Linked DNA regions of Sus scrofa: region 1 is linked to region 2. Evidence: chromatin contacts called from public HiChIP or PLAC-seq data. All regions are on one chromosome and are shown on one strand. The core of a region is the stretch at or near the end of the contact, and the rest is flanking DNA. Distances in the headings are between cores, read along the strand shown. Region 1 has its middle 13 kb from the start of SLC20A1. Region 2 overlaps CKAP2L (cytoskeleton-associated protein 2-like).

Region 1 (7,621 bases), core at 916-3,415, 110 kb after region 2:
ATGAGGATGCAGGTTCAATCCCTGACCTCTCTCAATGGGTTAAGGATCTGGCATTGCTGTGAGCTGTGGTGTGTATAAGTCGCAGACTTGGCTTGGATCTGATATGGCTATGGCTATGGCTACAGCTCCAATTCAGCCCCTACCCTGGGAACCTCTGTATGCTACCAGTGTGGCCCTTTTATTAAAAAGACAAAAAAGAAGAAAAAGAAAAACAGGTCTTTATGATACACACACATATTACATATTACATATTACATATTTTTCTGTAATATAAAATATAGGAGTTCCCACTGTGGTACAGTGGGTTAAGGATCCAGCATTGTCTGTGGAGGCTTGGGTTGCTGTTGGGGTGCCAGTTTCATCCACAGCCCGGCATAGTGGGTTAAGGATCCAGTGTTGCTGCTGCTGTGGTGTAGATGGCAGTGGCAGCTTGGATTCAGTCCCTGGCCCAGGAACTTCTGTATGCCATGGGTACAACCATAAATTAATAAATAAATACGTTTTTTTCCTTTTTTGATCAAATGATATCCTACGATGCACAGTTATACAACTTGTTCTTTTCACTTAACATTGTCTTAGATACCTTTGCATGTCATTGGTTTTATTTGTTTGTTTTGTTTTTCCTTTTTTTTAGGACCGCACCTGCATAATATGGAAATTCCCAGGCTAGGGGTCGAATCAGAGCTGCAGCTGCCGGCCTACACAAGAGCCATAGCAACGCCAGATCCAAGCCTTGTCTGCGACCTACATCTCAACTCATGTCAACACCGGATTCTTAACCCACTGAGAGGGGCCAGGGATCAAACCTGCATCCTCCTGGATACCAGTCAGGTTTGCTACTGCTGAACCACAATGGGAACTCCTGCATGTCATTGTGCATAGAGCTCTCTGATTCAATCCTTTTTTAGGCCCCACCTTCAGCATATGGAGGTTCCCAGTCTAGGAGTCGAATCAAGTTGCAGCTGCCAGCTTCCACCACAGCCACAGCAACACTGGATCTGAGCTACATCTGAGACCTACACTGCAGCTTGCAACAACACCAGATCCTTAACCCACTGAGTAAGGCCAAGGATCACATCCGCATCCTCATAGACACTATGTCGGGTCCACTGAGCCACAATGGGAACTCCTCTGGTTTTTCTCTTTTCAAATCTGCAGAAGAGCCCATCGTAAGAGGTGTGTGTGTGTGTGTGTGTGTGTGTGTGTGTGTGTGTGTGTGTCCCATGTACATGTGTTCCCTAGCATGAATGGAGTAGCTAGGTCATAGGCCATGTGACTGTTCTCATCTATGTGATATTGCCAAACTGTACCAGTTAGACACCCACCTATAAGCCTATAAGAGAAAATGCCAGTCTCAAGGCTTGGGATGTTTCCAGTCACGTATGGTCAGTGGCCTAAAGGCTCACCTACATCTCCTTCATCAATATCATCTTTACCATCTCTTAACTTTCGGTCGGAATGAGATCTTTTGACCCTTATCCCCAGCAATAGGCTTTTCTCCCTGTTCCCCTTCTTTTTCCAGGTCTTATCATTCCTGCACAAAGCTGTCTCTCCCAATCTAGACCAAGTCCTCTCTCCATCTACCCGTCATCCATTCCCACCCTGCACACTCCAGAACACTCTCCAGAACGGCCTCCCCAGCCCAGCTGTGCACACGAACCTCCTTCTGCTGAGGGCGTATGTTTGCTTTTCCAGTGAGGTCATGCTCACCATCACCTCCTGGCTTGTTGATATAACTACCTCCGCAGGGTCTGCTGGCCTGGTGCTCGTTATGGGCTCAGCGTGGGTAACCAGACCCTGGAGAGACACAGACTCTGCCACAGAGAACCTTCCATCTGTAGTTACTCTTGGGCTGGCTGAGAACTTGCTGCCAAGAACTCTGATGATTAACCCAGGCCTCGCCCTCCCTCTCCCTTTCACGCGGTTACCCACTTGTACTTCCTGTCTGCCTGTGCCTGGGGCGGCCAAAACTGAGGGCTTTTCACTGGTGTTTCCAAGCCTCTGGACAATACCTAGCCACCAGTTATGATGGTGGCCTCGGATGGCGCAGAGGGGAGCCAGGACAACAGGGAAAAGAAATGAACGCTGGTGTTCTAGGACCCAATCCTGAGCTAAGAACGCTTGCCTTTCCCGGAGAATGAGTCATCTAGCCACCTGACTTCCCTCTGCTACCCCCGCCCCCACCATGGGCAATGGGGGGCCCAGGATGGGGCCCAGGATAAGGATGAAGCTGTTGTGAAATACAAGATTAGCATCCCCACCCACTCCTCTGGCTCCTTGTTTCACCTTATCCTCTCTCCTTAGCAGCTTCAGTACTTCTCTCCCTGCTGTCTCCTTTCCTTCTGCCTTTAAACTTCCACAAGTTTCCTTTTCTTTTTTTTTTTTTTTCAGGGCTGCACCCACAGCATATGGAGTTTCCCATGCGAGGGGTAAAATTGGAGCCACAGCCACAGCAACTTGGGATCTGAGCTGTGTCTGTGACCTACACTGAGACCTACATCGCAGCTCACAGTGGCAGTGCCAGATCCTTAACTCAGCAAGACCAGGGATCAAACCCACGTTCTCGTGGACACTAGTCAGGTTCTTAATCTGCTGAGCCACAACGGGAACTCCTCCCTTTGTTCTTACAGTCACTGAAACCAAGCAGGGCCTTTCAGGGGCCCTCCAGGACCCCCATTTGTTTGTAGAAAAACGCTTTGGTCTCCTAGGCTTCCAGGGAGCAGGAAGGAGCCCTTACACAGCTGGGAAGTGAGGGAATGCAGAAAGAAAGGGGAAGCAGTTAAAGGAGAAAAGTAATGATAATAGTTCAGCGGTAAAGCGGAGTCCTGGTTCCTCCTCAGGAGATACACATAACAATCTGACACTATCTTAGCGTTTTCTCAGGAACTCAGACCCCCCGCCACCCACGTGGAGGGCGGTGACTGCTGAACTCCCGCCTGTAGACTGAGACCAGCTGAAACCAGAAGGCTGATGACTAAGATTCCCGAAACATCACCTCACCACCAACCAATCAGAAGAAAGTTATGCCCCCTGCAGCCCTCCTCCCAAATGCTGTCTTTAAAAATACTTCCCTCTCCTGGCCCAGGCACAACTCCTACATGCCCAGGTGTGGCCAAAAAAATAATCCTTCCCTGAAATCCATTGGGGCGGGGCAGGGGGTGTGTTCAGGTCTTTTGAGCCCAGCCCCCAGTGCTCCTTCCTTGGTGCCCTACAAATGAATGTGGTACCTTCCTTCATCACAGGCCAGTGTCGGTAAATCAGCTTTGCTGCATAGGGGCGAGTCAAGATAATGTAGATAATAACTTCTACCTACTGTAGGCACTTTGAGATAATGGTCTATACCCTTTACCTTTCTCTCCACCCATGCTATCTCCTTGACCCTGAAATATGTGGGCATCTCTTCCACTCCCGCCGAAAATCTCTGCTCCAAACCCCTGCCTTCCTTCCCTCTACAGAATCCTCCGCAGCTGATGATGTCAATGGACCTCTTTCTTCGTGTACTGTCCCTACTCTGATTCCATGTCTGTCTTCTTCCCTTGTTTCTCCTTTCCTATCCGCAATCCCCGCCCCCCTTCTCTTTCCCTCTCCCTCAGGACTCTCAGTCTAATCCACTGCTGCCCTAAATCACCACTTTCATCTTTGGGTCTGTAGTTCTTAATGCCAGCTGCCTATCTTCCTTCAAATGTAGCACATTTCAACCAGAATTTCTCAGCTTCTCCCCTCAACCCCCAGCAGCTGCTGTCTCACAACTTCCCCATTTCTGGGACTAGGGCTTTGTCTCAGATACTCTGAAGTTTCAAGCCTAATGTCCTTGGATCCTTCAGCTTCCACACTGCCCAGTCTTTACATCCTTCAAACTTTCTCCTGAATTGGTACCTCCTTCTAGCTCCCACCCTTCCTGGATTGTTCTGTGCCTTCATCATTACTCCTTTATGCAAACACCTGAGAGGTGCCCCCTGCTGCGTGTGGAATGAAGCCCAGCCCTGAGAGAAACTTCTCCCTGCTGTCCCCTCCCGTCCTGCCCCATCATGGAACATTCCTCCCTGGTCTCTGTCCCCACATTCCTCTTTCAGCAAGGCTTAGACCACCTCACCTCTGCACATTCTTCTATCATGACCTCCATGGGAGATCTCGCATCTAAACTCCAAAATGGGGAGTTCCTGTTGTGGCTCAGCGGGTTAAGACCCTGACCAGTATCCATGAGGATGTGGGTTTGACCCCTGGCCTCAATCTGTGGGTTAGGATCCAGCATTGCCATGAGCTGCAGTGTAGGTTGAAGATTCAGCTCAGATCTGGCATCTCTGTGGCTGTGGTGTAGGCTGGCAGCTGCCACTCTGATTCGACCCTTAGCTTGGGAACCTCCATATGCATTGAGTTTGGCCCTAAAAAGTCAAAAACAAAAACAGCAACAACAAAAAAACAAACTCCAAAATGGCATGTCTCCCCCCCACCCCACGCTGGGTCTGGCACGCTCAGCCCTCTTGGCCTGTGCGTTTCCCCAGTGAAGTCAGAAGCCTTGGAGCATCTTTGCATTTCATGCCCTGCTTAGAATGGAGTTGGTGAATTCATGAGCTCAGGGGTGACACCAAGAGGGCAAACACATGAGGTAGACAGGGGAAAGGTATAACAGGGAGTGAGAGGGCCAGTGTGGGCCCAAGAAAACCTATCTGCCGGGGAACGGTCCTAGGGGCCTCCAGTTTGAGACCCTCGCCCAGGTGTCTTGCCTTGGCCGGCTTGTCCTTGAATATTTCTTTACCTCCCCATAGGCAGCAGTCAGTCCCTCAGCATCCAGCAGAGGGAGGGGGGCAGGGTGACCTGATTTCCTTGGCCTGGAGTACAAGGAGCAAGCGGTCTCAGCAGCCCAGAGGTGTCACCTCTTCTTCTCACCCAACTGGCTGTGCTACACCTGAGGTCATGTGCTACCCCTTGGCTCCAGCTTCCTGTGAGGTCTAACCAGCAGTAGCTTTTCTCACTCACACACTAAAGAAAGAGCAGCCTGCCTCTCAAGCATATGACCCTGCCAGAACCAGCCAGATCAAGTTCACCCAGGGTGCACCTGCTAGGCACATCTGCATCATGCTGAAGAGGGCTGAGCCTCCTTTACCCAGGGACCTGGGGGGTAGAAGGACATAGGGCTGATGTGGGGGTGCGGTGGGGAGACAGAAGAGCCAAGAGGAGAAAGGCAAAAGCGGAGATAAATGTGGAGGTGCGGCGAGCGTTGGCAAAGAACAGGTGGAAACCCGATTTCCTTTCGACTCCTGTGGCCCCTGTCTCACTCCCGCTCCTCCCCCACTTCCTCATCCCTAAGTCCCGCCACTCACCCCCATTCCCCATCATCTAGCATCATCACCCCACTTCCAGCCAGGCTCCACAGGCACCCAGACTAACCTGCTAGACCATGACTCTCCTGAAGGATCCCCGAAGTTGGACACTGTCCAGACAGTTCTCGATGGCTGGGGCCCTCCTCTGTCCATTCAGCTTTCTTTTCCACTGACTCACAGTGGGGAAAATCTACTGCCCAGTCTCTTCACTGCCACCTCCTTTCCATGCTCTGAAGGCAGAGGCTTTGTGTGTCACCTGAGAAAGTCACTGACTTCCTCGCAAATGTCAGCCACTCCCTCGCGCATCCCTCCTCACAGCAGCCCTGGATGCAGTACAGCTGTCCTCACGCAGGAGTCGGTCTGTCCCAAGACCACAGGGCTCGTGGGGCCTGCGAGCCGTAGAGCCGCCTCCTCAGCTAAGACTCTTCTGTGCTCCTCCGTGGCTTAAATAAACACCATGAGCTCTTGGGAAACAACAGCCAGGTTTCCTTTTTTTTTTTTTTTAATTTAATTTAATTTAATGGTTTCTTCAATGGTTTCTTTTGTTCCTACTTGTCCTACGAGTCCCCCCCCCTTTTTTTGGTATTTTTGGGCCGCACCCACAGCATATGGAAGTTCCCAAGCTAGGGGTTGAATCAGAGTTGCAGCCGCCAGCCTGCACCACAGCCACAGCAACACAGGATCCAAGCCCCATCTGCAACTTACAGGACAGTTCTTAGCAACGCTGGATCCTTAACTTACTGGGCAAGGCCAAGTGTCAAACCCATGTCCTCACGGATACTAGTCGGTTTCAATACCGCTGAGCCACAACAGGAACTCCCCATGTTTCCTATTTTTTGGGGGGGATTTTTGTCTTTTTAGGGCCACATCTATGGCATATGGCAGGTTCTTTTTTTTTGGCTTTTTAGGGCTGCACTTGCAGCATATGGATGTTTCCTGGCTAGAGATCGAATCAGAGCTGCATCTGTGACCTACACCACAGCTCACAGCAATGCCAGATCCTTAACTCACAAGCAAGGCCAGGAATCAGCCCCAAGTCCTAATAGATATTAGTCAGGTTCATTACTGCTGAGCCATGACAGGAATTCCAAGTTTCCCTTTTTTAATGTGACAAGCATTGCAACAACTAGAGGGCAGAGCTAGATAAATAGTTAGGAGGAACATCCATTAATTTTATGTTTATTTTTCATCTCTCCAGTTGCTCAAATTAATTTTAAAAAATTGAACTTCCAGCCAAGACCTGGAAACAACCTAAATATCTATTGACAGAGGAGTGGTTTAAGAAGATGTAGTACATATACACAATGGAATATTACTCAGCCATTAAAAGGAAAGAAATAACGGCATTTGCAGCAACATGGACGGACCTAGAAATTATCATGCTAAGTGAAGTCAGTCAGACAATGAGACACCAACATCAAATGCTATCACTTACATGTGGAATCTAAAAAAAGGACATAATGAACTTCTTTGCAGAACAGATACTGACTCACAGACTGAAAAACTTATGGTTTCCAAATGAATGAGACAGGTTGGGGGATGGGATGAACTGAGGGTTTGGGATGGAAGTGCTGTAAAATTTGGTTGTGATGATTGTTGTACACCTATAAATGTAATAAAATTCATTAAGTAATTTAAAACAAAAAAGAAAGAAAAAGAAAAAATTGAACTTCCTCCTTGGCAGACAGCACGATGCTGTCCTCCTAAAAAGCCTTCGATATGGTTGAAAGAGCAAAGGCACAAAAGAGCCCAGATGCACACAGAAGCAGCTGGAATGTTCTGGAATGTTCTCATCCTGGTGCCTTTCGGAGGTGGCAGACCCTCTAGGGCATGGTGCTCCCACTGTGGCTTCTTTCCTCATGAAAGATGTGTGGTTACCACTAACACAGACCCAGAAGAACCATGACTTCTGTTCTGACATAATGTGATGTATGTCCTGTTTATGTTTCATGATCTGTGTCATCTCTGAGAGTTCCAAAGACATTTTCTACCCGGACTATGGGTACACTGGAGAGAGAGGTGGGGACACAGCCCTGACTGCCCTCTCCCACAGTATTATACTCATTCTCCACTGGGGCGAGGCGGAGCAAGACAAAAAAAAAAAGGGCGGTCTGGAGTTCCCGTCGTGGCGCAGTGGTTAACGAATCCGACTAGGAACCATGAGGTTGCGGGTTCGGTCCCTGCCCTTGCTCAGTGGGTTAAGGGTCTGGCGTTGCCGTGAGCTGTGGTGTAGGTCGCAGACGTGGCTCGGATCCCTCGTTGCTGTGGGTCTGGCATAGGCCGGTGGCTACAGCTCCGAT
Region 2 (6,516 bases), core at 3,581-6,080:
GGCAGAAAGAGAAGATCTACGATGTTACCTACAATGCCAGAAGCTGTTCCTGTCCCCGCATCCTTTCCTGGGGAAGTGATTCTTGTGAAGGCAGTGTTTGGCCAAGGAGTTGAATGACCCTGGTTCTGGTGCTTCTTTCTAAGGCAGGGCCGCCAGTTACAATGCCTCCTCAGTAGCTGCACACCCACTGCCTCCAGCTTCAGAGCTCTCTTTGTGCTTTCTCTTATCACTTACTCTTGAGGTGAACAGAATAGGACTGTTTCACTTATCTCTTCTGACAACATCCTGTCATCTTAATGGTGTTATTTATCTCACTTGCCTTAGCATGGATATGTTTCCTCCCCGTGTTGCTAAATTTTTATTTTGAAAATGAATTTTTACAAAGTTAGCTTTCACTTTTTGTTTTAGTTTCTTTTTACTTGGGGTTTTTACTCGACTCTTATTTCCTTAATTAAATAAACCTAATTCACTTATTCAACAAATATTTATTTAATACCTGCAGTGTATTGGTCACTCTTGGGTCTCTGCTCTCTCAGGGCTTACATTCAAGATGGGAGGAACCAACAACCAACAGCAAGTTCTGATCAAAGTTCCTTTCCTGTTAGTCTGGCAGTTATATTTGACCCATGGAGACTGAATCTTTTTTTTTTTTTTTTGGTCTTGAATCTTTTTAAATTCTCCTCTATTTTTCTGTCCTTCTTTTCCTGTTTTCAATCTAACTGGCTAAATTTCATATGTGCCCCAGTTTTTTTTTAATTGTATTGATTTTTTCCCCTGAAAATTCACTATTTGAAGGTACTTTAAAAACAAGCAATTTTTGGAGTTCCCGTCGTGGCGCAGTGGTTAACGAATCCAACTAGGAACCATGAGGTTGCGGGTTTGGTCCCTGCCCTTGCTCAGTGGGTTAACTATCCAGCTTTGCTGTGAGCTGTGGTGTAGGTTGCAGACGCGGCTCGGCATTGCTGTGGCTCTGGCGTAGGCTGGCAGCTACAGCTCCGATTTGACCCCTAGCCTGGGAACCTCCATATGCCACGGGAGCGGCCCAAGAAATAGCAACAACAACAAAAGACAAAAAAAAAAAAAAAACAAGCAATTTTTTTAAAAAAGAAAAAAAGAAGAAGAAGAAAAAGAGCTGTTTTGTGGTATAGTGGGTTAAGGATCTGGCATTGTCACTGCAGCAGCTCAGGTCCCTGCTGTGGTGCAGGTTCAATGGCCTTCTGTGTGCTGCAGACATGACCAAAAAATAAAATTAAATAAATAAATACAAGCAAGGTTGGGTTTTTGTTTTTGTTTTTTGTTTTTTGTTTTTGCTTTTTAGGTCCACACCCTTAGCATATGGAAGTTCCCAGGCTGGGGGCTCAAATCAGAGCTGCAGCTGCCGGCCTACACCACAGCCACAGCAATGCCAGATCCGAGCCAAGTCTGCAGCCTACCCCACAGCTCACCACAATGCTGGATCCCCCACCCACTGAGCAAGGCCAGGGATTGAACCCACATCCTCATGGATTCATTTCTGCTGCACCACAATGAGAACTCCCACAAGCAAGTTTTTTAAAGAAGCAGTTAATTATTTTATTTGGCATTGTGTCTCTAATGCCTGGCACATTGCAGCATTCAGGAAATGATGTTTGAATAAGTAAGAAAAGGTTATATGAAGAAAACACATATTTCGTTAATACTGTTAGGATATTACGTTTATGCATAGGACATCTCTGAAAGGATCACAGAAAAAAATGGGTAAGTGTGGCTGTGGTCTCCGAAGAATAGAATAATAGGTTGAAGGAAGGGATCATAAAGGGACATTATTGACTATAATTTTTAAATTTTTTACTATATATGGAAATACAAATGATTTGAAATTCTAATAGTTTTTAATCACCATAATTCCCAAACCTTGCTGATCCTTCTATACTAAGAATTCTTCTTATTTCATCTTTTATAGGCCTTATCTAAGAGCCAAGAATAATTGCCCAACTCTTCCACCTTCTAAATCTGTAAGTAGAAATTAGTCTTTTTAAAAATATCCTTTGGATGATTCACAATAAGAACAATAAAAAATGTTAGTGACCTAAAGATTGTGGTCTAATTCCTTCCCTCTTCGGTAAGCAGTAATAAGCACTCATGGAGACATCAGAGGATGATGTAAATGTTGGGCTCGAGGAGTAAGCCAGCACATGGGTACCATCCATCCATCTGCCTCTCACTCCTAACCTCCCCTGTTGTACCCATAGGCAACACCACACATGGGCAGACTATCCTAGTGTGGACATCTCTTTGCCCTTAATGCCAGGTGGTCCTAGTCACAGGCTTCCTTTACACCTTCACAAAGCTTGCATAGTTGCACATACAGACTTGCTACTAAGATGTGAGATGCTTATTGAGAGCGCTTCCAAAGTAGCTCAGGCGTCCCAGCATCTAGCGCCTATCCATACCCCGATCTCCAGGACAACACAAAGTCACTTGAGTGACACTGTGACCTTTACAAAGGCAGTGTTGTTTTTTAAAAGTTAGTGTAGCAGTACAAAGTTCTAGAAGGAAGTAAACATAAGTTTATTATGTATGTATGTATCTTTCCCAAGTTGCTAGAAGGATACCTCATTGGAACATAATGGGCATTCAGCAAGTACTTTTTTGATTGAGCCAATTTTTTTTTCTTTTTTTTTCTTTTTAGGGCCGCTCCTGCGGCATATGGAGGTTCCCAGACTAGGGGTCTAATCAGAGCTGTAGCCACTTGCCTACATCACAGCCAGAGCAACGGCAGATCTGAGCTGCATCTGCTACCTACACCACAGCTCACGGCAACACCGGATCCTTAACCACTGAGCAAGGCCAGGGATTGAACCCACAACTTCATGGTTAAACTAGTCGGATTCATTTCCACTGCGCCACAACAGGAACTCCCAAATTTATTTTTTAAACAGCAATTTTTGTGTGTTCATTGCATCTCTGCTTAATTCTATCACACTAAAAGATTCCAATATATTTGATAGGAACTCAGGTTATAAAAATCATCTGTTAGACTTTATTGTCTCAGAATTCAATTTCCTTAAATTATAAATAAAAAAACTTTCTTTTAAAAATAGTGGACTATTGTTATGAATTTTCTTTTTTAAATCTTTCTTTGTCTTTTTAGACTATTAGACCCCAAAAGGATGTCACCAACCATGATGCTTTGCCTGCCAAAGCTGCAAGACCCATCAGCAGTAAACTTCAGTCCAGACCTGCCAATATCACAGAGTCCCAGAGGCCAAAGCTGGAGCCACCCAAACTTCTGGGCAAAAGGCTGACTGCAGGATGTGTTTCTTCCAACCCAACCTGTAAGCCTTCCAGGAGCAGTCAACAGCAGCATGCATTCAGATCATCTACTACTGGAGAACTGTCAAGAAAAACCGTGCAGCTGCTTAACACACAGGAATTAAAAACTACAAAGCAGCAGGTAACAGATCAAGGAATTGCTAAATATACAGACTCTGTGGACAATACCCAGGTTGAAAATGAATCCTCGGATAGCTGTCTGAAAGAGATGAACAAAGAGAACTTGCCCCAAACCTTACCAGACTCAGAGAGGAAGCCAGATCCTGAATTAAGGACTTTAAGTAAGCCAGAAGCTAATCAAAGCAAGAGAAGTTTAGTTCCTACTAAACAATCCCTGGGCAAAAGGTCAGTGAATAGTGCTGTTCTGAAAGAAAGAGCTAATAAACAATTTGTTGGAAAAACACAAATCAGGATTCCCCCAGTGACATCACAGCAACACTGTAGAAGAGCAGATCTTTCAAGACCAGAGGGGAAGACCCCAAAAACAGTTCCCTCTCACTATGTTCAGACACTTAATAGGACTCAAGCATCAAAGAAACTGATGGCTAAGGACATAAAGAATATGAAGGTTAATAGGGGTAAATACGAAAGGCCAAACGAAACTAAGTTACAGTCATGCCCCATGACTGAACAGAAGGAAAAACCTAACAAACCCAGAACATACCCCAGTGTGCTTCAAGGATGCAACAACAGACATCCAAACATTAAGCAAGATCATAAACCCACTCAAGCTTGTGTTAGACCTCGGACATCGTATGTACTGCAAAAATCAAAAACTGTAAACCAAAGGCCTAATTTGACACTTGGCAGGTTTAATTCAGTTGTTCCAAGCACCCCTAGCATAAAAGCAAATGGAACTAATGGAAATAAATACAACAACAGCTGTCAACAAAAAACATGGACTTTGGACTCCAAATCGAAAAGGGCGCTTCCCCAGAACTGCTTTCTAAACAAGACAGCTCCCAGAATTCAAGCTGGTGGCACAACTATAAATGGAAGAAGAGTCCCAAATGGGACCCAACCTAATCCAAATGTTAAGAAGACCACAGCAGAGGATAGAAGGTACTTTACTTTAATTCCAAAATTTTGCAAATTAAGATAATGAGGCAAATTGACCATCAGTAATGCTAAAGTCAGGAAATAGGCCAGAGATAATGACTCCTGAGTGATTTTTAGCTGTAACCCTGAAAAAAAGATCTGAAACAAATATAACAAATGGTAAGACTTAATAGAGCTGAATGGTACATGCGTGTGTTACAGATTATTTTCTGTATGCTTGAAATAATTTATTCTTTAAAAAGAAATTGAGACAGAATGGTTGAATAAGCAGTAGGGATTGTGGATGTAGACTACTCATTCCCCTTCAGGGACTGAAGAGCAACAGAAGAGGCAGGGAGTGAACTTACATAGCTAGGAAGTGGGAAGACAGCACTTCCTTGTCAAGCCGACTAGTGCGTAAAACCAGAAAAGTTATCCAGGAGGAAGGAACAGGAAACTGCCATGAGTCTGAGCAGGCCAACTTTTGGGAAGGAAGCTAAGGCAGAGAGGAGTAATCAGTTCACATACAGAGTTCGAAGGTTAGAAATCAGGATCACAGGCTGCTGGGATAAATAGTAACATACGTGATGCTTGAAACGGAGCCAAAGGACTTCATACACTTTCCACACAGCACCAGACCTGGTCTCATGATGTGAACCTCCCGGGAGACGCAGCTATATACTCCTGCTTGTAGTAGAAAAAGAGGCGATTCCTGGCAAGGGGGGAAAGGACCATGTAAAATCAGGTGTTAGCTAAAAGGTATAGCAGGGGGAAGTCAGTGCAAGATTTATTCTCAGACTACATTCTTGAACAAGACTGACAAGCTCTCTGTCCTCCTGAAGAGCCAGAAGATAAACAATTCAGGGTGATGTGATTGAGAGAGTGAGGCTGGGATGACTTCTTTAGATAGGAAGTCAGGGGAGGTACTTTCAGCAGTGACATCTAGTCTAGGAAAAGGACAGTGACAAGAAGGATGAGTCTTACGATGCAAAGGCCTTCAACTGATGGACGAGAAGATAAGGGTCCCTACCCTGGAGCTCGAGGTCTAGGCCAGATAAGAGACAATGAATCATAAGGCAGTTGGATTATGGTTGGGCCATGTTTGGTGACAGAAGTCTATGAAAAGGGACAGATCACTCTCAGTCCTCGAATGTTCCTTCAGCACCTCATGTGACAGACACTGGGGGATATAGTGGTCAACACACTGCCCCAGCCTGCTCTGGTGGGACGCTTTTTCATATATATACATACTCATAGAAAGTACTAGAATAATAAAGCCATGACATTCAGATCCTGGGAATAAGTTGGCTTTAGAAAAGGCACGTTCCCTCTTCATTTATGATTAGAAGAAAGTCCAAGGAGATAAGTAGAATGACAACGACAAAGGGGAAACATGCCAATGGCTCCACTTCTATCATGAAGCAGGTATTTAGAGTGAAGGTAAAGGGGAAAAAGTTGGGACTGAAATAAACACCATACACTCTGTGCTTGGGGCTCTAGGGAGAAACAAGAGGGTTAGTCGCTATTGATTTTCCAGAAGAAGCAAAACTATAAAGCCAGCGAACAGATCAGTGATTGCTGGGAGCTGGGCGCCGGTGGGAAGGTTGAGCACCAAGAAATGGGAATTTTTGAGGGTGTTATATCTCGACTGCAGTAATAGTCACATGATTTCATGCACTTGTCAAAACTCAGAGAACTGTACACCAAAAAAAGGCGAATTTTACTGTATGTTATCAAATACGTGTGTATTCCAGATGCTGTGCTAGGGACAACAAGGTGTCTGTCTTCATAGACTTCATTCCAGTGGAGAAGATAGAAAATCAACAGGTTGATTAAATATGATAGAAAATTACAGAAAATTACCTCTTCAAGGAGGTATCATTTGAGCAAGGAATTGAAGACTGATGATTCAAGGCCCTGAGACAGGAATGAGCTTGGGTCAAGTAAGTGAAAGGAGGCCAGAGCTCCAGGAGGGCAAGGGAGTGAGAGGGACAGTGATGTGATGTGAGGTTGGGGAAGTAGCAGGAGCCATATTGCCCTGCACCTCCCAGCTGAGGAGAGCATTTTGAATTTTATTCCAAGAGCCATGGGAAGTTCCTGGCAGTGACTCCGGTTTATCTTGCCATTTTCAAGATCACTCTAGCTGCTGTGCACAGATTGAAT

The links. HiChIP or PLAC-seq counts read pairs in DNA pulled down with a chosen protein or histone mark.
Region 1: an H3K27ac HiChIP or PLAC-seq map of alveolar macrophages shows a contact between it and region 2. The contact joins two enhancer-like sites. A contact is called at or near these places in 1 of 5 promoter capture datasets (liver), 1 of 47 Hi-C or Micro-C datasets (epiblast stem cells) and 1 of 2 datasets of contacts at active chromatin or transcription factors (alveolar macrophages).

The regions. Positions count from the first base shown.
Region 1 is chr3:43,869,301-43,876,921 of Sscrofa11.1, forward strand. No RefSeq gene overlaps it. Among named protein-coding and RNA genes, the nearest start is that of SLC20A1, 13 kb to the left of the region's middle. Within about 2 kb of position 2,166, at least 35 of the 83 cell types and tissues checked have an H3K27ac peak or open chromatin away from gene starts, as enhancers often do. A contact at or near this core is called in alveolar macrophages, where this site is marked.
Region 2 is chr3:43,752,706-43,759,221 of Sscrofa11.1, forward strand. CKAP2L (cytoskeleton-associated protein 2-like) reads left to right here. Exons shown (of 10, transcript XM_021087020.1): 4 at 1,943-1,994; 5 at 3,134-4,377. Among named protein-coding and RNA genes, the nearest start is that of CKAP2L, 19 kb to the left of the region's middle. Within about 2 kb of position 4,831, at least 5 of the 83 cell types and tissues checked have an H3K27ac peak or open chromatin away from gene starts, as enhancers often do. A contact at or near this core is called in alveolar macrophages, where this site is marked.